6 separate regions of the Mus musculus genome follow, and all the other regions are linked to region 1. A link is a contact called in public HiChIP or PLAC-seq, Micro-C, capture Hi-C and promoter capture Hi-C data. All regions are on one chromosome and are shown on one strand. Each heading gives the region's core, a stretch centred on a gene start, on an enhancer-like site or on the middle of the called end of the contact. The rest is flanking DNA. Distances are from core to core; before and after follow the strand shown. Region 1 holds the start of Vps33a (VPS33A CORVET/HOPS core subunit). Region 2 holds the start of Hcar2 (hydroxycarboxylic acid receptor 2). Region 3 holds the start of Ccdc62 (coiled-coil domain containing 62). Region 4 holds the start of Wdr66 (WD repeat domain 66). Region 5 holds the start of Tmem120b (transmembrane protein 120B). Region 6 holds the start of Hip1r (huntingtin interacting protein 1 related).

What was found. Promoter capture Hi-C pulls out the DNA fragments that hold promoters and counts their contacts. A called contact is a pair of places that touch in the nucleus more often than the background predicts. HiChIP or PLAC-seq counts read pairs in DNA pulled down with a chosen protein or histone mark. Capture Hi-C pulls out chosen DNA fragments and counts their contacts.
Region 2: a contact with region 1 is called in a promoter capture Hi-C map of the SN4741 cell line, with 4 times the contacts expected there. The contact joins the promoter of Hcar2 here to the promoter of Vps33a in region 1. A contact is called at or near these places in 3 of 39 promoter capture datasets (the SN4741 cell line, cranial neural crest and maxillary cranial neural crest) and 4 of 115 datasets of contacts at active chromatin or transcription factors (the 230-238 cell line, embryonic stem cells, intestinal villus epithelium and 1 more).
Region 3: a promoter capture Hi-C map of liver shows a contact between it and region 1, with 2.1 times the contacts expected there. The contact joins the promoter of Ccdc62 here to the promoter of Vps33a in region 1. A contact is called at or near these places in 2 of 484 Hi-C or Micro-C datasets (B cells and uterus), 3 of 115 datasets of contacts at active chromatin or transcription factors (T-cell acute lymphoblastic leukemia, memory CD8 T cells and microglia) and 3 of 9 other capture datasets (adipose tissue, liver and pancreatic islet).
Region 4: a contact with region 1 is called in an H3K4me3 HiChIP or PLAC-seq map of bone marrow-derived macrophages, with 5 times the contacts expected there. The contact joins the promoter of Wdr66 here to the promoter of Vps33a in region 1. A contact is called at or near these places in 7 of 39 promoter capture datasets (the 3T3-L1 cell line, the C10 cell line, cranial neural crest and 4 more), 15 of 115 datasets of contacts at active chromatin or transcription factors (the 230-238 cell line, the NIH/3T3 cell line, the SCID.adh cell line and 7 more) and 2 of 9 other capture datasets (adipose tissue and embryonic stem cells).
Region 5: a capture Hi-C map of embryonic stem cells shows a contact between it and region 1, with 3 times the contacts expected there. The contact joins the promoter of Tmem120b here to the promoter of Vps33a in region 1. A contact is called at or near these places in 1 of 39 promoter capture datasets (pre-B cells), 2 of 115 datasets of contacts at active chromatin or transcription factors (bone marrow-derived macrophages and embryonic stem cells) and 2 of 9 other capture datasets (adipose tissue and embryonic stem cells).
Region 6: a Micro-C map of embryonic stem cells shows a contact between it and region 1, with 2.2 times the contacts expected there. The contact joins the promoter of Hip1r here to the promoter of Vps33a in region 1. A contact is called at or near these places in 1 of 484 Hi-C or Micro-C datasets (embryonic stem cells), 1 of 115 datasets of contacts at active chromatin or transcription factors (memory CD8 T cells) and 1 of 9 other capture datasets (adipose tissue).

The regions. Positions count from the first base shown.
Region 1 is chr5:123,571,400-123,575,649 of GRCm38.p6, reverse strand. It overlaps Vps33a (VPS33A CORVET/HOPS core subunit), which reads left to right and starts at 2,635. Exons shown (of 13, transcript NM_029929.3): 1 at 2,635-2,770; 2 at 4,108-4,173. The coding sequence starts at 2,669.
Region 2 is chr5:123,862,893-123,866,872 of GRCm38.p6, reverse strand. Hcar2 (hydroxycarboxylic acid receptor 2) reads left to right here and starts at 1,357. Exons shown (of 1, transcript NM_030701.3): 1 at 1,357-3,303. The coding sequence starts at 1,435. The coding sequence ends at 2,517.
Region 3 is chr5:123,927,874-123,932,097 of GRCm38.p6, reverse strand. It overlaps Ccdc62 (coiled-coil domain containing 62), which reads right to left and starts at 1,409. Exons shown (of 13, transcript NM_001134767.1): 1 at 1,238-1,409. The coding sequence starts at 1,399. Denr (density-regulated protein) reads right to left here. Exons shown (of 8, transcript NM_026603.4): 8 at 3,266-4,224.
Region 4 is chr5:123,251,759-123,256,117 of GRCm38.p6, reverse strand. Wdr66 (WD repeat domain 66) reads right to left here and starts at 2,330. Exons shown (of 21, transcript NM_001370840.1): 1 at 1,360-2,330; 2 at 1-114. The coding sequence starts at 2,313. It also overlaps the pseudogene Rpl35a-ps6.
Region 5 is chr5:123,073,859-123,078,036 of GRCm38.p6, reverse strand. It overlaps Tmem120b (transmembrane protein 120B), which reads right to left and starts at 1,762. Exons shown (of 12, transcript NM_001039723.2): 1 at 1,542-1,762. The coding sequence starts at 1,610.
Region 6 is chr5:123,971,620-123,975,640 of GRCm38.p6, reverse strand. Hip1r (huntingtin interacting protein 1 related) reads right to left here and starts at 2,013. Exons shown (of 32, transcript NM_145070.3): 1 at 1,786-2,013. The coding sequence starts at 1,878. Gm46922 (a long non-coding RNA gene) reads right to left here and starts at 1,773. Exons shown (of 3, transcript XR_001784954.1): 1 at 1,263-1,773; 2 at 923-972; 3 at 163-449.

The DNA of each region.
Region 1 (4,250 bases), core at 1,386-3,885:
ACAGGCAGGTACTATCTATCCATAGCTTGTTTGTGTTAGCTTTCTAGATGGCCTTGGACAAACACTAGCAACACTGGCAGACTGGGCTCAGGCATCCAGGTGATAAGAGGTTAATGTGATTGACCTCCTAACCAGAGGGATGACACTGGACTCACAGTTGGCTGGCCCGGTGCACCCCCATTTCCCCACCCCTGTATCACCCTTTCAGGTCACTAGCTCTCTGAACACAGCACAACTTAAAGATTCCATTCTTGGTGGGGCTGAGACACACCTTGGTGGTTAAGAGCATTGCTGCTCTTCCAGAGGCCGGCTATTGGTTTTCCAGCAACCATGGCTATAAGTCCGCTTCCAGGGGATCTGACGCCTCTAGCCTCTGAGGGTGCCTGCACTCATGTGTACAAACTCACATGCAGACAAACACAGACACCTACACATAATATGTATGTGAGTATACTGTGGCTCTCTTCAGACACACCTGGTGGGCATCAGATCCCATTACAGATGGTTGTGAGCCACTATATGGTTACTGGGAATTGAACTCGGGACTTTTGGAAGAGCAGTCAGTGCTCTTAACCGCTGAGCCATCTCTCCAGCCCCTAAAAGTAAGTTTTTAATAATTAATAATAATTTAATAATGTATTCTTGTCTCTTTTTACTGACTCTTATGAGAACTGGAAACGTAAGCTTCAGTATTCTGGTTACAGCAATGTTTGATTCCATTTATTTATTTATTTACTTAGTGATTGGGGTCAAACCAAAAGCCTTTCAAGCCCTAGCAAGCACTGTACCTGTACCGTTGTGCTATATCCCCAGACCTTGCGATAAGGCCTTACTATGTAGACCACACAGGTTCACAACTTACTCTCCTCCTCTTCTGCCTCCCCAGTGGGGATTATAGGCTGTGCTACTCCATCTCTGATTAGTAATCCACAACTCTTTAGAAACTCTCAAAAGTGTTAGTGTTTGCCTTTGAATATCTACTAAATGACTGTCTCCCCACACAGATGCTTAAAAAAAAAAACATTGTAAATAATATCTTGTGGGGGCTGGAGAGATGGCTCAGTGGTTAAGAACACTGACTGCTCTTCCAGAGATCCTGAGTTCAATTCCCATCAACCACACAGTGGCTCACAACAATCCGTAATGGGATCTGATGCCCACTTCTGGTGTGTCTGAAGAGTGATAGTATATTCATTTACATAAAATATAAATAAGAATAATACCTTGCAACAGATTATTATTCTCAACTTCAGTATCATTAACTTGCCGTGAGTCCATGGAGATCAGAAGTGGGCATAGAGGATGTGGAACTGGAATGCTGGAGTTACAGGCAGTTTTGAGCTGGAACCCCAACTCTGGTTCTCTGGAAGAACAGCGTGTTCCCACTAAGCCATCTCTCTCTCTTATTTTTTAAACTGTGTTTGCCTGAAAGTATCTATCAGTGCTGTGTGCCTTGCTCTCCTAGGTGAGAAAGGGGCACTAGATCCCGTGTTAGCATTTCTTCCAGGCTCTGCTGCGCAGTTACCTGGCAACAGCCATGTGTGCCTGACTCAATATAAAAGAGGCTGCTTGCGGCCCCCCCCCCCCCACTCTCTTACCTTCTCTCTTCCCTCTCCCTTCTCTCTCCTTTCCCCTTTCCTGTCTGTCTCCACGTGTTCCTGGCCGGCCTCTACGCCTCTATTTTCTCCCTCTCCCCCTCTCTCTTTCCCTTCCCCTTTCCCTCCTCTCCCCTCCCCACCTCCTTCCTCAACTCCCCTCCCCATCTCCCCATGCCCTAAATAAACTCTATTCCATACTATATCCGTCATATGGCTGTTACCTCATGGGGAAGGGATGTCTCAGCATAAGCTCGCAGAGGCACCACCTTCCACCTCACCATACCTCACTCTATCAAGCATATCCCTGGCTTCCTTTTCTTGTTTTATAAAACACAACACCCTGGAACCGGAGTTACAGATGGTCACGAGCTATACTGTGGATCCTGGGAACCTGGTCTATGGGAGAGCAGCAGGTGCTCTTAACTGGTGAACCATCTCTCCAGTCCATTTATTGTTTGTTTATGTGGAGACAGGTCTCACTGTGTAGCCCTGGTTGTCCTGGAGCTCGCTATGTTTACCAGGCTGGCCTTGAACTTGGAGAGATAAGCTTGCTCTGCGATTGAACCACTTACTGGGTGTAGTAAGGTGCATTTTGTAGTTTGGCCTCGATCGCCATTTTACACCAGTATTCTAGCTGTGAAGACACAAGGATGGTGCTTTTAAACGCGACAAATAACATCTAAATTCCATCCTTAAGACCTGGGGATGGTGGCTCACGTCTTTAATCCCAGCACTTAGGAGGCAGAGGCAGGCGGATTTCTGAGTTCGAGGCCAGCCTGTTCTACAGAGTGAGTTCCAGGACAGCCAGGGCTACACAGAGAAACCCTGTCTCGAAAACAAACAAACAAAGTCAATTTTCACTGCTCACCATTCTTAGGCATGGTAGGGAAATACTTTAGAAAGGGGCGGGGAGGGGACTCCTCCTCGCATGCGCACTAGGACCTTGAAGGAGCATCACTGTCAGCAGGACTCCGCCTTTCGCGTTCAATGTGCCTCAGCGACTCGGATCACGTGAACGTCCCGTCACGTGACGCAGGCGGCGTCTGGGGAAATGCGGGTGCCCGGGCAAGATGGCGGCGCACCTGTCGTACGGGCGAGTGAACCTGAACGTGCTGCGCGAGGCGGTGCGTCGGGAGCTGCGCGAGTTCCTGGACAAGTGCGCTGGGAGCAAGGTGAGGGACAGGGCCCCGGCGCCACCAAGCTTGGCCGGGCGGGACTGTGCGAGGCCGTGGGGGCGATCAGGTCGCCCGCTCAGTGACAGCCCCTGGCCGGGAGCTCCCCGACCTGCGAGACAGTTGTCCTTTCCAGCCTGGAAGCACGCACGCCCACAGCCCTCGGCACACAGCTTGTGAAAGACAAGCTGTCACTTCGTAACTTCAACATGGATCGTTTTTTGTCTAGATCGGGGACTTCATAGAATTTCCTTTCTTCCTGTTTTCCTCTCAGTGTTTGAGACAGGGTAACGCTGTGTAGCCCTCGAACTCACTGAGATCCACCTGTCACTGCCTCTGAGTGCTGGGATCGGCTCTCCATTTTATTTTTGAGCCTATTCCTGGCTATATAGACTGTTCCTGCCGGCACTCCTCCTTTCTCTCGCCTCTGGCACTACAGGCATGAGCCATGCTGTGAGGTTTTCTTTTAAGCATTTTTTCCCTCTATTCTGAGATTTATTAATCATACCCCATCCCTCTACAGGGAATGGGAAGTTCTAATCTGAAGAAAAAAACAAAACAGATGCTCAAAGAATCAGTTTTGGGCCCGGCAGTGGTGGCGCACGCCTTTAGCCCCAGCACTTGGGAAGCAGAGGCAGACGGATCTCTGAGTTCGAGGCCAGCCTGGTCTACAGAGTGAGTTCCAGGACAGCCAGGGCTACACAGAGAAACCCTGTCTTGAAAAAACCAAGAACACTCCCTACCCCCACCCACCCAAAAAGAATCAGTTTTGTAAACATAGCTCCAACTAAGTCATTGAGTCAAAAAGGCAGATTATTAAATCACAGGGGGCAGTATTAAACTGAAAATGATGTCGAAATCAGATATAATAGATTGTGTGGACCAGGTTTACAAAGTGTTTCTCCTGGAGGAAGCAGGGATCTTTGATGCCAGTATCATGAAATTTCCCCCTTTGTGGAAGGTTCTTTTCGACCCTTAGGCTATAATGTGACCAGAGCCTTTAAAAATCCTAACTCTAACTTTTAGAAGAATATTCTGGAAAGGTGGCTTAGAGGTGAAGAGGGAGTGTAGCTCTTCCAGAGGAGCCCAGATCAGTTGCTGGCACCTACAGACAACCACTTGTAACCCCAGATCCTTGGAAATTTGATGGATCTGGCCTCTGAGGGGAACCGCACCCACCTGCACATACCCAGGCACAGACACATACAACTAGACATAATTAAAGTGGGGGTGGGGCAGGGAAAATATTAAACCTTATAAAATTATATTCTTACTGGTTATAACTGCCTTTTCTGTTGCTGGTGGTGGAATTTCTGAGTGCTTCTCCCCTCTTACAGGCAATAGTGTGGGATGAGTACTTAACAGGACCATTTGGACTGATCGCACAGTACTCACTACTAAAGGTAATATGCATATGCGATTTATCCAAGAATTAATAATTAATCTAGCCTAGTGCGGGTAATGGGATTCTAACATATCT
Region 2 (3,980 bases), core at 108-2,607, 290 kb before region 1:
AACATGGAGTTTCAAGACATGGAATTTGGAACACTGGAAACTGCAATGTGGGCACCACCAATCTCAAAGTTGTCATCTTCATTGTCACAGTCTCCATGAAGTATCCTGATCCTATAGGATCCAAGATCAGGTCACCCTGAGTCTAGACTACAAGGTCCGTCAAATGCCATTGAGGATTTGGGTAGGCAGCTAAAGGGACACATTTCCTCTTTTTTTTTTTTTTTTTTTTTTTTTTTGAGACAGTTTCTCTGTCTAGCCCTGGCTGTCTTGGAACTCGATCTGTAGAGCAGGTAAATTCAGAGATCTACCTGCTTTCGCCTGCCGAGTACTGGGATTAAAGGTATGCACCACTACCACCTGGCAAATTTCCAATTTCTAATTTCAAACTCAAAGTAGATAGTCAATGGTAGATACTCTGTAAGATGACACTTAATCACACTTTAAAAAAAAGAGAGAGAAAGGAAATGTTATCTTTCTGCACCCTCTTGAGGCTTGAAATCAGAGCCATTTCTACGAATACCACACATCCAGGCGCTGTGTCTGCAATCCCAGCACTCGGGAAGAAGAAGCAGGAAGATGGAGAAGCCAGCTTGGGAGACGTAACAAGAGGAGACATCTATCTGAGAGGAAGGAAAAAAGGAAAAAGAGCACGGCGCTAGAGAACTGAGTTGGGGGTTAGGAGCACCCGCTGCTCCTGCAGAGGACCTGCATTAAGCTCCCTATCCCCACATTGGGGTGGATGACAACTGTCTTATAACTCTAGCTCCAGGGCATCCAATAGCCTCTGGGGCTGTTGTTGTATGTACATAGCCACATAGACAGGCATGCAAAAATAAAAATAAATCCTAGAAAGAAAACAAGGAGGTGGGGGAGACAGAGACAGACAGACAGACAGACAGAGGAAACCGTATCCACATTACCAATGCATAGTAGAATTTCACACGAACTCTTACTGCTCCTGGAAAGCCTGACTGTTCTTTTAGCACAGTGCATGGTTACTGCCCTTGTTAATTTATTAATTATTGTCAGCTAAGCAAATTGCAGTGAATGGATTCTCCGAGGCCAATCACCTAGCCAGCATGCATGCCTGCAGCCTTCAGAAGGAATGCCCTCAGATCTGACTCGTCCACCTCTGACAGTCGGCTTGCCTAAACTTATCCTTTACGTTTAGAAAAATTTGTGGGTTCCCGTCTGCCCAGGGGACTTTTTTTTTATTACTTGTTTATGCAAACAGTAAGTTGCATAAGAGCCTTGCTAGCCTTTTTTTTTTTTAAATGATTTCGTAGTTTCCTGGTAACCATTCAGTCATCTCTTTCAACACCCTGACATGACATAAAGCCGAGGGCTGAACCACACGTTCACCACACAGACACACACTCGCCTTGAGCCTTCGCTAGGTGAGGCACTCTGAAGCTGGACTGGCCAGATCCACTCATGAGCAAGTCAGACCATTTTCTAGTGATAAACGGCAAGAACTGCTGTGTGTTCCGAGATGAAAACATCGCCAAGGTCTTGCCACCGGTGTTGGGGCTGGAATTTGTGTTCGGACTCCTGGGCAATGGCCTTGCCTTGTGGATTTTCTGTTTCCACCTCAAGTCCTGGAAATCCAGCCGGATTTTCTTGTTCAACTTGGCCGTGGCTGACTTTCTCCTGATCATCTGCCTGCCGTTCCTGACGGACAACTATGTCCATAACTGGGACTGGAGGTTCGGAGGCATCCCCTGCCGTGTGATGCTCTTCATGTTGGCTATGAACCGACAGGGCAGCATCATCTTCCTCACCGTGGTGGCTGTGGACCGCTACTTCCGGGTGGTCCATCCACACCACTTCTTGAACAAGATCTCCAACCGGACGGCGGCCATCATTTCTTGCTTCTTGTGGGGTCTCACCATCGGCCTGACTGTCCACCTCCTCTATACAAACATGATGACCAAAAATGGCGAGGCATATCTGTGTAGCAGCTTCAGCATCTGTTACAACTTCAGGTGGCACGATGCTATGTTCCTCTTGGAATTCTTCTTGCCCCTGGCCATCATCTTGTTCTGCTCAGGCAGGATCATCTGGAGCCTGAGGCAGAGACAGATGGACAGACATGCCAAGATCAAGAGGGCCATCAACTTCATCATGGTGGTGGCTATTGTATTCATCATTTGCTTCCTACCCAGTGTGGCTGTGCGCATCCGCATCTTCTGGCTTCTCTACAAATATAACGTACGCAACTGTGACATCTACTCCTCGGTGGACCTGGCTTTCTTTACCACCCTTAGCTTTACCTACATGAACAGCATGCTGGACCCTGTGGTCTACTATTTCTCCAGCCCATCTTTCCCCAACTTCTTCTCCACGTGTATCAACCGCTGCCTTCGAAAGAAAACATTGGGTGAACCCGATAATAACCGAAGCACTAGTGTGGAGCTCACGGGGGACCCCAGCACAACCAGAAGTATTCCAGGGGCGCTAATGGCTGACCCCAGTGAGCCAGGCAGCCCCCCTTATCTGGCTTCCACATCTCGTTAAGTTACTATGACAAGAAGGGAGATTGCCGCTCAGGCCTGTGCTCTCTGGAGAGGCGATTTGGCCGTTCGTTGAACAGGGTAACATCTTCAGATTTGGCTTACGCTTTCTTGGAACTTCTAGATTCGGAGAATCGAATTTAGAGAAACGGCGTGGTGCAGTGAGCAGTTTTGGTTGCGAGGTGCAGCCATAGAAAATCTCAGAGGAACAGAAAGCAGAGTTTCCAGACAGTGGAAACTTCTCAGCCTTCCAAGCTTACAGGACTGAAGAAGACAGAGTCCTGCAGAGTTTGAGTCCCAGATGCACCCAGACACACCTCAGTTCTGCTCAAAGTCACGGATGGCTCTTCGTCCTAGGGTCCTACCTAGCCTGTCCGTGGGCCCCAGTGAGGACAAGGAGATCCACGAAACTGGAGGGGATCTCTACCCAGATGTCACTGATAAGCCAGTTGGTCACTTGTGTTCGGTGGGACCAGTATACCTTTCAGCCAGACTTTAGCAGAAATGCTAAAGAGGGGAGGAGATGCAAAAGATTTGATTGTTCTCCAAGTCTCCAAAGGTGGTAAGAGGGGGTTAGCCCCAGGAGGGACTGAACTCAGTGCTGGAGAGAAACAATAACAAATTCAGCTGAGCTTTAAAAGGCTTTGGGGAAACAGTGGCTTCCCTCCTCTGTCTGCGTTTCTTAGTAAAAGGAATTCAACTGTGTCCATGGTTGGGGGGGGGGGGGCGGTTCATTACTTGGGTTTCTGTACTTTAACATCTACCATTTCAATAAATTTCGACAGGAGACACAGGCTGCTGCAGCATTTTGTCTGGGTTAGGGTTCACAGAAACGGTCTTCTTACTTAAGACCTGGGTTATGAACTGTATCCTAGCAGGAAGATCTAGTATACTGCAAAAACACAGAAGGGTGCAGAAGAGCCCTGCCTTGAGACAGCCAAGGGGAACGGCACCGGTGGGGAATATGTAAGGTAGTTAGGTTTTAAAGGCTATACCGAAAAGTTTACAGCGGAGTTCTTCCCTTTGCAGTTCGGTGAACATTGCTATTAATAGCTGTATATTAAAAAAAGAATCAGACCAGAGTGGGCTTTTTTTTTCCACCCCTAGGAGAAGGAAGAGGAGCTTCCTATGGAATGGTTTCAGTTCCCAGTTTAGAGCCAGAAAGGAGATGTACCAGGTTGCATCGTGCCAGTTGAGAAACAAGAAGTTTCTGTTGTACTTTCATTTCCAGTTTCTGTCCCTCCTAGATCCTTTGGCAAGATGAGGCTTTTTTTTTTTTTCCTCCCGAGCTGGATACAGATTAAGAATTCAGATACTCTAATTTCTCAGCCCTCGGTAGATGGCAAGAAACCAGGGACAGACAGATGAAGTGTCTCTTAGTTCAAGTGTTCCCAGTTTTCTGTCTCTTATTACCTTCGGCTCCTACAAGTGGGAATTTAAAAGCAGGGTTTGCCTTCTTCTGGAAGG
Region 3 (4,224 bases), core at 160-2,659, 360 kb before region 1:
GCAGGCTCAGTGCCTGTGGAGGTTGGAAGTTGCTATCAGAACTGCTGACATTAATGAGTAACAATAGGGGGGCCCTGGGAATCAAACCTAGGTCTTTTGGAAGAGCAAACGGTTCTCTTAACCAACCATCAAACCATCTCTCTAACCTCCACAGCCTTTTATGGAAATAACCTTTTGAGACTTAGTCTCACTAAATTGCCTTGCCCAGGGGCTCACTCTGAGTCCTTGAAATTTCCAGACTCCACAATAGCTGGAATTACAGACCTATAGTCGTCATAAGTGCCTGGAGTATAGTAATCACTCAGCATTAGCTATCATTATTATTATTAGTTACAGTTAGACAGGGCCTTGCTATGCAGCCCTGTCAGTTTTGCAAACTGGCCTTGAACTCACAGAACTCAGATGCCAGCCGGGCGTGGTGGCACATGCCTTTAATCCCAGCACTTGGGAGGCAGAGGCAGGTGTCGGATTTCTGAGTTCGAGGCCAGCCTGGTCTACAGAGTGAGTTCCAGGACAGCCAGGGCTATACAGAGAAACCCTGTCTTGAAAAACCAAAAACCAAACCAAACCATACGGTACAGAATTATGTTCTGTTTTTGTGTAGGAAAGGTGGGGACTGAACTCGCCCCATGCGTGCAAGACAACTCTACCACCAAGCTAAGCGTAGCCCCCAAGTTAAAGATATTTAACGTTGGGATATGACGGCTCACACGGATATTCTCAGAACTCAGGAGGCAGGGGGAGTTCAGAGCGATGCCAGCATGGTCTACCCAGGGCGTGGAGGGCACGACAAGTTCATAGGGCAGTCATGTATATGATTTCGGACAGTACTTTGAAAAAGACTTATAATGACTTTCAGTTACTAGTACCTAAATACACACACAAAAGAACTTGGAATTCCAAGTCACAGTACCTGGATTCCAGTCTATTAGGGGTGGCAGCGGGGGGAGGGGGGGACGGGGCTCAGTGGAGGTAACCAGGTAATAAACCCATCATACAAAAAGTGTTCGTGTCACCCTACACTGATACGTTAAGTGCAATCCTTGGGCAAATTCACTTTCGAGACTGTCAATGGGAAGGAAGAAGTCGGTCCACTCGCTAGGCTACTGTTAAATAAGCGAGGGAGGGCAATGTCCCTGCCAACGTTCAACAGCAGCGCTCCGGTGCTCGTGCCTCGTCGCTGGGTCCCAGCTAGGGCCGGCCTCTCGGCGCCCTGTCCCGGGGCGGCGGCGCTCACCTGGCGCCGGTATAAGGTCGCCGAAGGGTTCATGGATGACTCCCCCGCCCCCAGAGAGAGTTGGTGCCAGCAGCGGGTCACCTCCGAGACGCCATAGGCGCACGGCCGCAGCGGCGGGGGCAAAGCCACAGCCCAGGACGGCGCGCCCTCAGAGCTACGCATGCGCGCATGCGCACTCAAACCGCCGGGCCAGCCGGCGGGCCGCACTCGGACGTTGCGCAGGAGTGATGCTCTCGCGAGACTTGCGCCTGTGCTCGCTCGCGGATCAAGAACGTGAACCTATATTCATTCCCACGCCGGAAGCCTTCGGCCCCTCTAAGGTTCCCAGAGCGTCGCAGCGGGAAAGACGAAGTGAATTAAAAGCCGTTTCTAGGTCCCAGTGATCCTGGGTCCCTCCCTGTGGATGTTTAGTCTGAAGAACCGGGCCGGGCTCTCAGCACTGGTCTGAACCAAGATCATTGGAGACAGAGGGTCTGCCAGTCAATCGATCATCGATCTGCTCTTAGTAGTGATGAGAACCGTGACATGTTATTATTTTTTAAAAAGATATTTTAGTAATTATATCATTAATATATATAATATATTTACTATATGTAAGTACACTGTAGCTGTCTCCAGACGCCCCAGAAGAGGGCGTCAGATCTCATTACGGATGGTTGTGAGCCACCACGTGGTTGCTGGGAATTGAACTCAGGACCTTCAGAAGAGCAGTGAGTGCTCTTAACCACTGAGCCATCTCTCCAGCCACATTTACCATAATACTGCTGGATCCCGCGGAGAAACGACGGAGACCTACGGGAATTCTGGGTCTCATTATTTCCATGTTTGTGCATTCCCGCATCAGTGCAACTTCCAGAGTCTCCCTCCAGAGGCCTTCCATCATCACCTTTGAGGCAGGTCCACCACTTATGCCAGAAGGGCTATCCAGCCATCCTCTTCCCAGGCTCTAGGATTTCGGCCTTTCGTTTTATGGTTGTTAGGGAGTCAGAAGGGGGTGGGGGCAAGCAGAATAACCCTGGACCCTAAGAGCTATTTCCACCCAGGCCTGACCACCTGAGAATTATCCTAGGATTCCACAGTGGAAGGAGAGAATTCAAAGTTGTTTTATCTCTGCACACCAACACACACTCACACCAAAATAAATGAACTTAAAATTATATGTGTGCTAGGGATCGAATCTCTGTCACCATCAGGATGCAAACTCTTTACCACATGCTACAGACCTAATAAAAATGTAGCAAATGAGTGGCGCACACCTTTAATCCCGGCACTCAGAAAGCAGAGGCAGGCGGATTTCTGAGTTCAAGGCCAGCCTGGTATCTACAGAGTGAGTTCCAGGACAGCAAGGGCTACACAGAGAAACCCTGTCTCGAAAAACTAAAAAGTAGCAAATGAAAAAGCAAAAAGATTAAAAAACTAGCCAGGTGTTGATCACACCTTAAATCCTTAAATCTCCGGAGTCAGAGGTCCTAGTTCAAGGCCAGCCTGGTCTACAGAGCAAGCTCTAAGACAACCCAAACCCAAAACAAAACAAGATTATGACAATTAGAATTAAAATCAACCTTTAAAACTAGGGGGAAGGTTAAATTTCAAGTGAAAGGAAAAAAGTCACATTATCAATAAGGGCAATTTTAGACTACTTTCTAGCAGTAACACCTGCTGATGATAAGGATAAGGGTTGAAAATGCATTTTTCAAGAACTGTTTCAGGTCTGGAGAGATGGTCTCAGTGGTTAACAGTGCTAAGTGCCATTCCCAGCATGCAAATGGGCAGGCAGCTCACAGCCACCTTTAACTCCAGCTTCAGGGGCCCCTACAGGTTCTTCTAGCTTCTGTTGGCATCGTACCCAAAGGGGGCACAGTCTGTGGACACTGACCTGTCTTCCATGAACACCGAGGGTGTAGTACCTATACCAGGACTCTTACAGCACCAAGAAACCACCACCAGAATACACACTGGATAGCCATGACTGGTGCACTTGATTTGCCAAATGTCCCCACTTAGCCAAATTCAGTTAGCGAAGAATTTCATTTTTAACTTCACTCTTATTTTTTTTTAATATTTATTTATTATATACAGTGTTCTGCATATATATCTGCATGTCAGAAGAGGGCACCAGATCTCATTACAGATGGTTGTGAGCCACCATGTGGTTGCTGGAAATTGAACTCAGGTCCTCTGGAAGAGCAGTCAGTGCTCTTAACCTCTGAGCCATCTCTGTAGCCCTTAACTTCACATCTTTATTACACATTTTATTCTAAGACTTTAAAGCAAACAAAAAAAGCATCCTTTCATTCAAGGAAGGATGTTTTCACATAATGATTTCGTGGACTCTACATTCTTGAAGGAATCTTTAACAACTTGTGTTTGTGACGCTACAAGCATGGTAGGTAAGCACTTCTGCCCAGCTACATATATTCCCACACTTAAGGCATTTAAAAGATAAAAGACTTTCACATGTTAACACCTGATTTTCAAAACTTAAGTTCACCCGATTCATTAAAATGACTAGTTTCTCAGTATGATAGTTTAATTGCTATTTCCCAAACTATAGACTGAAAACAGATAGAAGCTGTTTTTAACTGGTTAGAATTTTACCCCACGGTAAATAGGCAGAGTAAGAGTTCCTGGCTCTGCTGAGCATCTGTCACTCCCAACAGGAAGAATAAATGTCTAAAACAAATTTGCAGTCTTAGTCAACATCACCAAACAGGTTCCTAATATTCTTGGAAAAGGCATTTTCAAATATATAGTATCCTACCACAGGCTGCACCATTTCTGTACCCAGTCTGTACTATTTATAAGCTCCAACATTGTAACATTGCCTGGCACCCTCATCCATGAGTTGTATCAGGACTTGCCCTTAGCTTATGATAGTGTTGAAGTGGTTTACTGGGTCAAACAGTGCACAGGGTTCTAAGGCGTTTAACACACTGTACCAAGTAATCTCCAAACAGCTTGAGCAAACCTACCCACCCTGTGACAAA
Region 4 (4,359 bases), core at 1,081-3,580, 320 kb after region 1:
TGCTTCATCTTTTCCTTGGGCTAAAATGTCTTCAGGCTTCTGGCTGGCTTCCTCGGTATCATCCACTTTCATACTGTTATCTTTGTAAATCTGGCTTACTTCTGGACTATCAGCCTTGAAAGGGAAACGAGATTCTGACCCTGCACGTCACATACCCAAGGCTCTGCGCTCCTATCCCCTGCCTGTTTTCATGTCCAGCCAGCCAGTCTCAGGCTAACAGGTGATTCAAAAGGGAGCCTGGGTCTCTTTCCGCCATCTTGGCGCCTGTGGAGGCCTGCTGGGAACAGGACTTCTAACAGCAAGTATGTCTGGAAGGCTGTGGTGCAAGGCCATTTTTGCTGGCTACAAGCGAGGTCTCCGGAACCAAAGAGAGCACACGGCTCTTCTTAAAATTGAAGGCGTTTATGCCCGAGATGAAACGGAGTTCTACTTAGGCAAGAGATGTGCTTATGTGTATAAAGCAAAAAACAATACAGTGACTCCTGGAGGTAAACCAAACAAAACCAGAGTGATCTGGGGAAAGGTAACTCGGGCCCACGGAAACAGCGGTATGGTTCGTGCCAAATTCCGAAGCAACCTTCCTGCAAAGGCCATTGGACACAGAATCCGTGTGATGCTGTACCCATCCCGGATTTAAACTAATGGAGAGTAAATAAACAAAAGGGAGCCTGGGACATTTTATACTAAAGAAATGAATCCAGGCTGTGTTCAGGTTAACTCTTGGCCTAACAGACCCACCCACCAAAGGCCACACAGTAGGCTCTTGGAAACACCACTAGGAGTCTTGTCCTTGGACCAGGGCTGGGTTCTTTCTTGGGGGGAGCAAGCTGTGAGAAATTCACACTATTATATCACAGGAACTCAGTCCCAAGACCTTCAGCTGACCTACTGACCCTTTACAAGTTAGGTACACACTTCATGGAAGCTTGGACTGACCTGCCTCCAAACTGGATTAAACCACCCTCCTAGGCATCTCAAAATTACTGAACTTAGCATATGGTTTTCTCTTCTCTTTAATGTGTGTATTTATGTGGTGTGTGTGTGTGTTGTGCAGGTGCTCAAGGAGTCCAGAAGAGGACATTGAATTAATTCCCTGGATCTAAAGTTATAAGGCATTTCATCATGGGTGCTGGGAACCCAAAATTCAGCCCTCAGTAAGAACAGCTAGGGCTCTTAATGGCCTGGCTGTTTCTCCAACCTCGGGACTGTCTCACTTTGGTTTTGTACTCCCACAGCCTGGCACATGCCAAGCACCAAGCGACAGACAATTCAGTGTAAATGGGTGGACAAGCTTCGGGGAGGACTCACCAGGGAGGATGATTCTGAGTAAGTGGGTGGATGAGCTTGGGGAGGACTCACCAGGGAGGAGCTTGACCTGGGTGGCTCATGGCTGATGACAATATTGTCCACCAGGGCTGTTTTGTTTTGCTTCTCTTTCTTTTCCTCCTTGGCTCGTCCAGCTTTTGTCTCAGTTGTCTCAGTATCTTCCTCCTCCTCCTCCTCCTCCCGCTCCACACTCTTCTCTTTCTCTTCCTCTTCTCTTCCCTCCTCCCTTTCCCCCTCATGTTCCGCCTCTTCCTTCTCCTGGCCCTCTTCCTCACCTCCCCTTTCCTTACTTCTCTCGCTCTCCTCACTTTTTTCCTCTTCACCGCTCTTCTCTTCCTCCCATCCCTCTTCCTCTTCCCTTCCTCTCACTTCACTTTCTTCCTCCCCTCTCACTTCCTCTCCCTCTCTCTGCTCCTCCTTCTCCACCCACTCCTCCAGCCCCTCTCCATCCTCCTGAGACTCCTCCCATGACAGTGAGCCCTCAGTTAGGCTCTGCTGCAGAGCATCTTCTTCAAAACTTGGATTATATTCCTCCTTCTCCTCCTCCTCCTCCTCCTCCTCCTCCTTCTCCTCCTCCTTCTCCTCCTCCTCCTTCTCCTCCTCCTCCTCCTCCTTCCCCTCCTCCTCCTCCTCCTTCCCCTTCCCCTCCTCTTCCTCCTCCTCCTCCTTCTCCTTCTCCTCCTCCTTCTCCTCCTCCTCCTTCTCCTCCTCCTTCTCCTCCTCCTTCCCCTTCCCCTCCTCTTCCTCCTCCTCCTCTTCCTCCTTCTTCCCCTTCTCCTCCTCTTCCTCCTTCTTCTCCTCCTCCTTCCCCTCCTCCTTCTCCTCCTCCTTCTCCTCCTCCTTCCCCTTCTCCTCCTCTTCCTCCTCCTCCTTCTCCTTCTCCCCCTCCTCTTCCTCCTCTTCCTCCTCCTTCTTCTCCTCCTTCTCCTCCTCCATCTCTCCACTTTCTCTTGATTCTTCTAGGGGGTTTTCTTCTGTATCTGACATTTCTTCTGTAGTTTCCGCTACAGAAATTTTAACGTAGATTCAGCAGGTCCCTCTATTTCCTGTGCCGGCTTCCTGAGGTGCTAACACGTCGAAATGGGCAGAAGCAGCTCTGGTCCCTTCCTGTGGGAAGAAAAGAATGGCAGCTTCTTGGGAAAGCCCAGCTCAAGTCTCAGAAATCTTTAAAATATTGACTTCCAGGGCCTCCCATCTTTCTAGGACTGATCTTAGAGTCTTCTCACTTTAAATAATTCATATTCCCACAGGCAACAAAATGCATAAGGCAAGCATTTGCAAAACCCTGCTGGGAGGAAGAAGAGAGGGAGATGGGCTGATGACTGAAGTGTAAGCTTGCCAGCTAAAGGTTCCCTCCTCTCCAACTTCCGCTAGCCTCGTTCTGTGACTAGACGCAAGCCATTTTACCCTTTCTTCAAATTTGCTCACAGGCAAAAAAATAAAAATGATAATCCTACATTCTCACATGATTTGCAGACTGGGGCAATACATGTCAAATGCTCAACACAGGTTCACCCAAAGTGTTTGCCAAAAAAAAAAAAAAAAAAAAAGCAGGGTGGGGGATATCAGGTACTATGGGGATAAAAGCAATAGTTTTCTGCAAAGAACCTGAGAGTTTTAAAGACCTCTGGGGCAGGTGAGACCCTAAGTCTAAGGTAGACAGAGCCCCCTCCTCTGGGAAACACATGGCCAGAAGAGAAAACTAACTCCCAAATCAACACATTCAACATGGTATGTGCAAAGAAAGAAAGAAAGAAAGAAAGAAAGAAAGAAAGAAAGAAAGAAAGAAAGAAAGAAAGAAAGAAAGAAAGAAAGAAAGTTAATTCTGGGCTGGAGAGATGGCTCAGTGATTAAGAGCACTCTGGCTGCCCTTTCAGAAGACCCAGGTTTGACTCCCAGCCATGACACGATCGCTCAGAACCATAAGTAACTTGAGTTTCAGGGGATCTGACACCCTCTTCTGTATTCTGCGGGAACTTCATAGGTGGTACACATACATACATGCAGACAAAACAGTCTCACACATAAAATCATTTTTTAAAAAAATTTAATTCCTCTGATACATTCTCTCATTTTGCACCTACATGAAGCAAGAGTTTGGGAGCAGGGGGCTAGGCCCATGTCTGTAATACTGCGATTCAGGAGGTAGAGACAGGAGGATCACTCGAGTTCTTAGGCCAGCACAATCTTTCTAAAAAAAGAAAGAAAGAAAGAAGGAAGGAAGGAAGGAAGGAAAGGAAAAGGAAAAGGAAAAGGAAAAGGAAAAGGAAAAGGAAAAGGAAAAGGAAAAGGAAAAGGAAAAGGAAAAGGAAAAGGAAAAGGAAATGAAAAAGTTTGTGGCCCTGGGAGGCACGACTTACGACAGAGCTAGAATTTAGTTCTTTTGTTTGAAAAAAATGCCACTTTGACATTTTCCACACCCAGGCGGGGGCAATGCCACAGGTGCGCAAGTCTATCCTACCACGAGGTCCAGGAGCCACCAGTTTCTTTTCCTGGGGACCTCCCAGGTCCCACACCCTTGCCGCTGCCTGGCCCGGACCCCAACCCGAGCCGCACCCTCCACTTCGCACTTACAGGGACGCTCCCACTTCTTTTCTCAAAAGCCTTGGGTCGTCCAGCCTCGGGAAATCCCAAGAGACCTCCAGGGGCTCCTGTCCATACTCCCTAGTGACGGTTGCCAACCAAGCTCCGTCCCTATGGCAACGGCTAGTCGCAGGAAAGCAAGGAAGCAGGATGGTAATCACGTGCCCAGAAAGCGGCCTCGAGGCGGACCAGCCTGCCCCCTGCCGGGCTAGCAGCTCACGCCACAGCTTTTTCCTAAAGGACACTTCCACAAGAGCTACTCCCCTACACTGGCGATTCTGACTTTCCTAAAGTTGGACAAGATGTAACGAAAGTAGTGTTTGCAGTTATTTTCTCCAGATTGGGCATTCGTAGGGGAGGGGAAACGGAGACCTGCTCAAAAAACTCGGTGGGGGTTGGGTGGTGGGGTTCCCTCAAGTGTCAGGAAGCCCTTCCGGAGGTCATAAAAGC
Region 5 (4,178 bases), core at 513-3,012, 500 kb after region 1:
AGCCCTTGCTGTTCACCACCAGACGAGGAGATCCAGATCAACTCATAACTCCTCCGCCCCCGACCACCCGAGCACCTGACCCCTCATGACATCTTCCTGTCATAACAAATCAAAGGCCTCCTTTACGACACCTGCCTGCCAAGACTTGCTACCTAATTGTTGATAATTGCATTAATTGCATAGTTCTGCAGTGTTAGGCTCCTCCTCCTCGTAGTTTAAAACAAGCCGAAAGGAAGGAAATAGAAGCAAAAGCCCCACGCAGGAAACCTCTTCTCCCACTCCCAACTCTAAGACCCACTCACTGGCTCTGTGGCTGGGCATGGCTTCACAGCCCAGTGGGAAAAATTGTTAAGGATATGGCTGAGTCTTTTCCCCGTGGGTGGAACCAAAAGGGATCCTCTGGGAACTATGAGGAACCCAAGACCTCAGATCTGAAAGAGAAGGCACCAACCCATCCATATATGCTGGAGGGACTACGAAGGGATGACAGTCCTGGGTCTCTTAAGTCTCTGCCCATGCCGATCTGCTGCTCAGGTTCACCGGCATCCTTCTGTAACATCGGCAGCCTCACTTTACAAAGACCCATCACAGACCTCCCTTGACAGCATTCTCCTCTGGACATTGCAGGAGGTCAGCCCAACTGAGAACGCTACAGGGACAAGGGGAATGACAAAGTAACCATTGAGAGGAGGAGAGAGTGAATGCGAGGAAGCCATGTGTTGTTCCTCTTGGCCGTCCCCAAGGTTTCCTGAGTCTCTAGTCCCCAGAGCATATAGCTGAGGCCTCTCTGGACCCTCCTGATAGGACCGGGTGGCGATGCTATCCTCTCAAGAGCCCAGCTCTTATACCAACCTTCAACACACCAGGTGGAACGCTCTGTGCCAAAACGGTGAGGGGTTGGGTGCAGCCCTCTATCACCGGGTGAGGCAGCCAGCTGTCAGAACTGACAGATGCCTGCCATCCACAATGGTAAACTCAGCTCGCAGCAGCCGATAAGCAGAACCACATCAGAGCTCCCAAAGTCAAGGCTATGACTGAGGGGTCTCTGAGACTTAAAAACTGCCTAAGGGGCCAAGATGAAAGCAGCCAAGCACAACTCTCAAACCGCAGTTGCAGCGAGGGCTGCCCAGCCAGCACAGAGCGTGTAGTAAGGAGTTGAACAGCCAACTGCAACTGGAGGGTTGGGGGGAAGATCCCTTGTGTGGGGGTTGGTCTGGTGTCCTTTGAGTATCACAGTTTCCTCGTGAACACACCTGGAACTTGCCTCGGGGGCCAGAGACGAACTTTCTGTAGCGAAGGGAGAGCGTGGAGCAAAGAGTGGATGAGAGGGCGCGAGAATGAGGGGCGCCCCAAGAGACTGAGGAGCCAAAGCGCTGCTACATAGGAAGGGGCTGCGCCAGGCCACCCACCAGCCCATCGGACGCACAGCCCGGGCCACCGTCTGGGTCCTATCGCCCCACCTCCGGGCTGGGATGGCTAGATAGGGAAGGCACAAGCACCGCAGGTAGCAAGAGTGGCGGGACCAGGTGGCCCGGTCCTACCTGCAGCTCCTGAAATTCTCCCTCCAGCTCGTGCCACTCGCGCTCGCAACGCTCCAGCTGGCCGGACATGGTGCAATGGTGCAAGGCGGCGGCGGCGGCGGCGACGAAACCCGCAGCGTGACCCGTCCGGCCACCAGCAGCCCACGCCCGCCCGCTCACTAGCCGCCTCCCGAGGCACCAGCTGTTCCTGCGCAGCCGGAGCCACGCGCGCACCTGACGTCACGGGCCCCGCCCCGGCGCCAGCCTCACCCCCTCGCCCGAGGGTGGGGCCCGCGCATGCGCATGGGCGATCCCCCGGGCTCTGGCCTCGTGGCGGGTGCAACTCTTCAGTCTTCTTTGGGTCTCTTCACTCCTCGTGTGTAGGTAGTAGGTTTCTCGTCGGAGTGGGTGGAGGGTTTATGTGTAAGCTGCATTTATGGCTTATGTTACTTAGATTATCTTTGTGGGAGAGTGAGGTGGAAATGATTTGGAGGAGGTAAAGGGAAAATTCATGTATTCCTTCACATTGCCTGACCTAGGCCAAAGCCAGTGCCCTGAAATGACAGCTTTGACAGTGACCGCGTAGTAAGGTCAAGGGCAGGATGGGAAAAATGCAGACTTGGCTCTGTCATCTCACGCTGGCGATGATATTTATTGCAACCAATACAGCCTAGATACATCCCTGTCCTCTAAGACACTGGGTGACTCTTGACAGCTGGTGCTGTCAGTCAAAAGCCACAACCACCAAGTTTATGGAATACAGTTGCCTCCCTTTCCGTGCCAAGTCCGAAAAGACCTGCACAAGCCTGGCTTTTCCAACCACACCTCCTATCTCCCTGCCCTAAATCCAGCTCTCCGGCCATTGTTTTTATCCTGACTTGACATTCCTCCCTCTGAATCATCATGCAGTGGCTTCTTGCTCACTCCTGGAACCTCATTCAAATGACACCTGCAGCTGGGTGTGATATTGCATACCAGCCTTGACAACGTAGTAAGACTTGTCTCAACAAACAAACAAACAAACAAACAAATAAAATATCAAATGATGCCTGTCGGGGCTGGAGGGAAAAACTTCAGTGGTTAAGGGTGTGTGTTCTGCAGTTTGGGTGGCACATGCCTTTCATTGAAGCACTCCAGGGCCAGAGGCAGATAGATCTCTGTGGGTTTGAGACCAGCCTGGTCTACATAGCTCAGGGCCAGCTCCACAGTAAGACCCTGTAAAATTAATTAAAATTAAAAGGACACCTGCATTAGTTTCACAGGGCTATGCTTAGCTACAAGTGGGTGGCCTAGACAATAGAAGTGCATTTATCTCACAGCGACCAACCTGAAACGAAAGTGTCATGACTCCTGAGACCCTGGGTAGGGCCTTGCCTTGCTACCTAGTAGCCATGACAGTGACTGTTGAGCCTACATACTCCATGGCTTTCATCTGCATTGCTCCATTCTCTCTGACCAGTAGTTACAGGGCCTCTCTGTGTGCCCTCTCTTATGAAGACACTGTGAATGAAAATCCCCAGAAGGGCTAGAGAGATGGGTCAGCCTCAGCGGTTAAGAGCACTGGCTGCTCTCCCAGAGATCCTGAGTTCAATTCCCAGCAGTCACATGAAAGAGCTAGAGAAAGTACCCAAGGAGCTGAAGGTGCTTGCAGCCCACTAGGAGGAACAACAATGTGAATTAACCAGTATCCCCAGAGCTCCCAGGGACTAAACCACCAGCCAAAGACTACACACGGAGGGACTCATGGCTCTAGCTGCATATGTAGCAGAGGAAGGCCTAGTTGGTCATCAATGGGAGGAAAGGCCCTTGGTCCTGTGAAGGTTCTATGCCCCAGTGTAGGGGAATGCCAGGGCCAGGAAGCAGGAGTGGGTGGGTTGGTAAGCAGTGAGAGGGGGAGGGGATAGGGGGTTTTCGTGGGGGAAACCAGGAAAGGGAATAACATTTGAAATGTAAATAAAGAAAATATCTAGTAAAAAAAAAAAAACAACCAATCAAAGTGGGAAAATGAAAAAAAAAAATTTGTTTTGTTTTTTTTTTTTTTGAGACAGGGTTTCTTTTTCTTTTTCTTTTTTCTTTTTTTTTTTTTTTTTTTTCTTTTTCTTTTGGTTTTTCGAGACAGGGTTTCTCTGTGTAGCCCTGGCTGTCCTAGAACTCACTCTGTAGACCAGGCTGGCCTTGAACTCAGAAATTCACCTGCCTCTGCCTCCCAAGTGCTAGGACTAAAGGTGTGTGCTACCACTGCCTGGCAAAAAAACAAACAAACAAACAAAAAAACAAAACAAAAAAACCCAACTTTTTAAAATGTATTAACTTAATAAAACCTTAGTTTCTGCTAGTCATCAAAAGACTAAATGTGCTGTCAGATAACACCTCAAGTCTAAAGTGGAATGTCTCCATTTCGGTGTAACTTAATGATTTTTGCAGTGTATTATCAAGTGTCTTGATTTAAGACTATCTTTGTTCAGTTAATACCAAAATTTCATCAAACTATTACCACCTTGGAACATGGACTTTGGGGTATTAAACCTATGTTCCTGTGTCATGGGCATTCATATTTGGCTCCAAAATAATATATCTCTCTTAAAAAAAAAAACATTTACTTTTTTATATTATGTGTATGAATGCTTTTTTTATTTTTGGTTTTTCGAGACAGGGTTT
Region 6 (4,021 bases), core at 764-3,263, 400 kb before region 1:
AAAGTTGCTCTCGAGTGGGTGAGTCCTGTGAGACTCCTCAGTACAAAGTTATACTTCATGAATAACCCTCTTCATCACTCAAAGACACAGGGAGGGCAGGCAAGATGGCTCAGCAGGCAAAGGCGCTTACTGCCTTGACAACTTGGGTTTGATTCCTAAAACCAATACGGGGAGAGGAGAGAAGTTGTCCTCTGACGTCCACACATACACACAATAAATAAATAAATAAACACAGTAAGAGTTTTAAAAGTGGGCAAAGCAGGTCAAGAGAACTCCCTTAATTACAAACCAGCCACCAACCTCATGTGGTCCCGTATCAGAGATTGTCCCTCTGACATTCAGGAAGGTTACCCTTGACATAGTCATTTAAGAAGATCAATGAACTTGACCTTTAAAAGCCCATCTCCTCTCCCATCTCTTCCTGCAGCAATCAGCATTCTCTGCACCTGCTTAAAAGCAGGAGAGAAAAAAAAATTCTAAAACTCACTGAATAAATCAAGCTCTTGACAACAGATCCTCCGTGCCAACAGTATTTCTCTCTAGGCTCTGCGAGTTTACTAGCACAATTAATTATGTATTAATGACTTCACATCAAACGCCATGTTTGTTTTTTATGGTGGGGAATCCAGGCTGGACCAGATGGAGATCACACGGATAAATTAATCATTCGAAGCCAGGTTGGTACTGGCAACTTGGCATGCTCGCTCGGAGCCCTCCCGTCCTGAGGTTTTATCCTTATCCCTGTCCATCATAAGCACAAAGGTGAGAGGCCTCCCGTTTTGTTATTTCAAAACTGAAAGCTAGTGGAGACTGCTTGTGCTAACTTGTTTTGAAAGCAACCACAGAGAGTCCTTGCTCTCTGCTCTGACCAAGGGGGAAGGAACTCGCCAGTGGGGCACCCACAAATGCAAATGTCACCAACCTGCTTCAGATACAGGTGGGAGGAGTCTTTGGCTTCCTTTATTGCTAAAGCTTAAAAAAAAAAAAAAGCAGCCATTTCGGTCTGGGCTGACTTCGTAGTCAAATAAGTAGTGACACCCCTCCGCGCCCCGCACCCCCCCCCCCCCGCCAACCTCCATGAGTCCACCCAAGACTTAATTAAGAACAGGGCAGAGTTTGTAAAACAAAAAGGAGGGAAGCAGACGTGTTGGTGGTGGTCGTCTGGAAGCAGGAGGATGAGGATTTTTAAGGCTAGCGTGGGCTACATGAGACCCTGTCTTAAAAAAAAAAAAAAAAAAAAAAACCCAAAACCAAAGCAACACCTGCACAGTGGGTCCCCAGAAGCCATGCATGAATGAATGCGCATCAGGGCCATTATTCAATTTTCCACGCCACCTTCTCGGGTCGGGCCCTCTCCTGGGAGAGCGGCGCGTGGGAGCGCAGGAAAGGAGCCTGGGAAGTTTCCGTCTGTCAGGCGCCGGTGTTTAACGAGGGGGTGGCAGCCTATTTATAAGTGGGCCCCCGCGCGGGCAAACAAGTCTGGCGACCTACGTGAAACTTTTCACCCGAGCAGATAATAAGATACTGTGCGGCCGTGCGAACAGCTCGGCAGCGAGGGAAGCCGGGAGCTTCCCTGGAAAGGCGGCGGCGAGCAGAGGGCGCTCCGGGCCCCGCGCGGCCGTGCGCACCTGGGCCGCGTCCGCATCCCGGAGCCCAGCCCCGCTGTCGCGCGGCTTCCGGTCACCTGCGCCGCCCGGGGCCGCGGAGCCCGCAACCGTCCGCGCAGGGCCGAGCGCACCGAGGGCCGCCGCCGCCACCGCCCGCCCAGCCCGTGCCCGCGCTCGCCTGCGTCTTGTCGAACTGCTCGCGCTCGGCCTCTAGGCTGTGGCCCGGCCTGCGGCTCAGCACCCGCGCCGGCACATTCTTGATGCTGTTCATGCTGCCGCCGACCGTGTCCCGGCCCGGCTCCGCGCGAATGAGGCGTCACCGCCCGCCTCAAGCCTAGGCACACGGAGGCCGCGCGCCGCGCCGCACGGGGAGGAGCCGCAGCCCCTCCCGCCAGTCACTCCGGTTGTCCAACCGACGCCCCGCCCTCCCCGGCTCCGAACGCTCCGCCCCCCGCCCCCGCCGGGTCCCCGGGACTCCTGGCGTGCCCCGCCCACTGCATCCCTTGATCAACCCTAGGATGCCTAGTAGCCACCACTGTGGTCCCTTAGGACTCCCAGGACACCCTGCCATGCAACCCTCTGTCACCCAGTACGCCCTGCCCTGCACCCTTCCAGTCCCCGGGGACGCCCCATCCGGCACCCCTTCTGGTCCCCCGGGACTCCTTGAACCCCAAGACTCTGCATCCGCTTCGTTCCCGCGGGACTTCCTGGGAGTGTCCCTTGCACACCTGTCCTTGTCTCCTTGCACAATTCTAGCTCTCCAGGATTCCCCAACACACCAGTTCCCTAATTCTGACAGATCAGATGCAAGGACAAATACCCACTTAGCTTGGCTACATACCTTCTTACCATCTCCCCAAAGAAAGGAAAAATCACGTTGGGTCTTTCTCTACACCTGTAGGGGGAAAACTGGAACAAATAAGAGTCTTGTCTCCTTGAGTCTGGTCAGTAGCCACGCTGCAGGTTTCTTTGGTTTTTTTGTTGGGAGCCCAGCCATCTCTTCAAGTCTTTGCTTTTTGAGATGAAGTATCAACTCCCTGAGATAGGAAATGCTGTCATGAGTTAGACACCTGACCGTCTGTCTCCTAGGTCAGGTGACGCTCTCTGAGGACCCAGACGGACCCTTTCTTTCCCATTGCTCATTCCTTACTGTGTTGACATCCACTCAACATTTCAGAGTTGGACAAGGCTGTCTTTGCCACTAAGAGATTAGCCGTGCTTTATCTAATACCAATCAATGAAAAGCTCCTTTGCCAAAATATGAGGAGTAACAACAACAGCCGATACTTAAAACCTATTTGCCAGGTATGGGGCTAAACCCCTTATACCTATTATCTTGTCCCTAATCCTCAGCAAGTCACTAAATAGCCATGGTCAAAAAAAAAAAAAAAAACACACAACACAACAGATGAGCCGATTTGTTCTGTGCCAGCTGTTTCTCGGACTCTTTTTCTCACACGGGACAAAAACCAGTTATCCTGTGATTTCCATACAAAAGACCAGCCCCCACTGGGTATAGAACATCTACTACAGTGGCCTGTCATTATCAAAAGTTCCCATTCTTTTTCGTCAATAGAGGCTATTACTGCGCTGGGCGTGGTGTTCAGGCATCCAGTCAGCAGGACCCCATTCAATCTTAAAGTTTTGGTGGTATTTTTGCAGACCAAGAAAAAAAAAGGGGAAGGGCTTCGAGCCTAGGTTCACACTGTTGCAAAATGATGCCTTCAGGATATGGTCTCAGATCGGCCAGGTTTCCAGACAAGCACACTTGTAATGATACTGGAGTCCCTATGGCTATTACAATGTATCTGCGGGTGAGGTTTTGAGTAGCTGAAGGTCAAGGTGGCCTTGTGCTGACCAGCCTTCTGCTTTCCATACCTAGTAAAGCACCTGGTACATGACCTTGTTTTTTAAAAATGGGCTTGAGGGTCAACAAAATGGGAAAGTAAAGGTGCTTGCTGCCAAGCTTGAGGTCCTGAGTTCAATGTCCAGGACCCCCATGGGGGAAGGAGAGAAATGATCCCTGCATGTTGTCCTCTGACCTTTAATTCAAGCTGTGGTATGCACATGCACATATACACAAAATAAACACATCAATTTAATTAAAAACAAACAAACAAACAGGTGTGAGGGTAAGCATGGGACCATTAAATCCAGCATTTTTGAGGCAGGGGTGGCCTCTGTGTAAATGAGGCCAACCCAGTTTATATAGTGACTTAAAAAGAGTTGGCATATAAAATGAAGGTTTTGAAAGAATAAACCAGCCCCACAGAGTAGAGAACAGAGTGAAGACTTTACTGTTAATGTATGCTATTAGAAAAAGCATTTCCGGGGCACAAAGATGGAAACTCCACTGTCTTGTTTATTAAGGTTCACCTCCAGACATCTTTTTCTTTTTTTTTGGCCCAAAGATT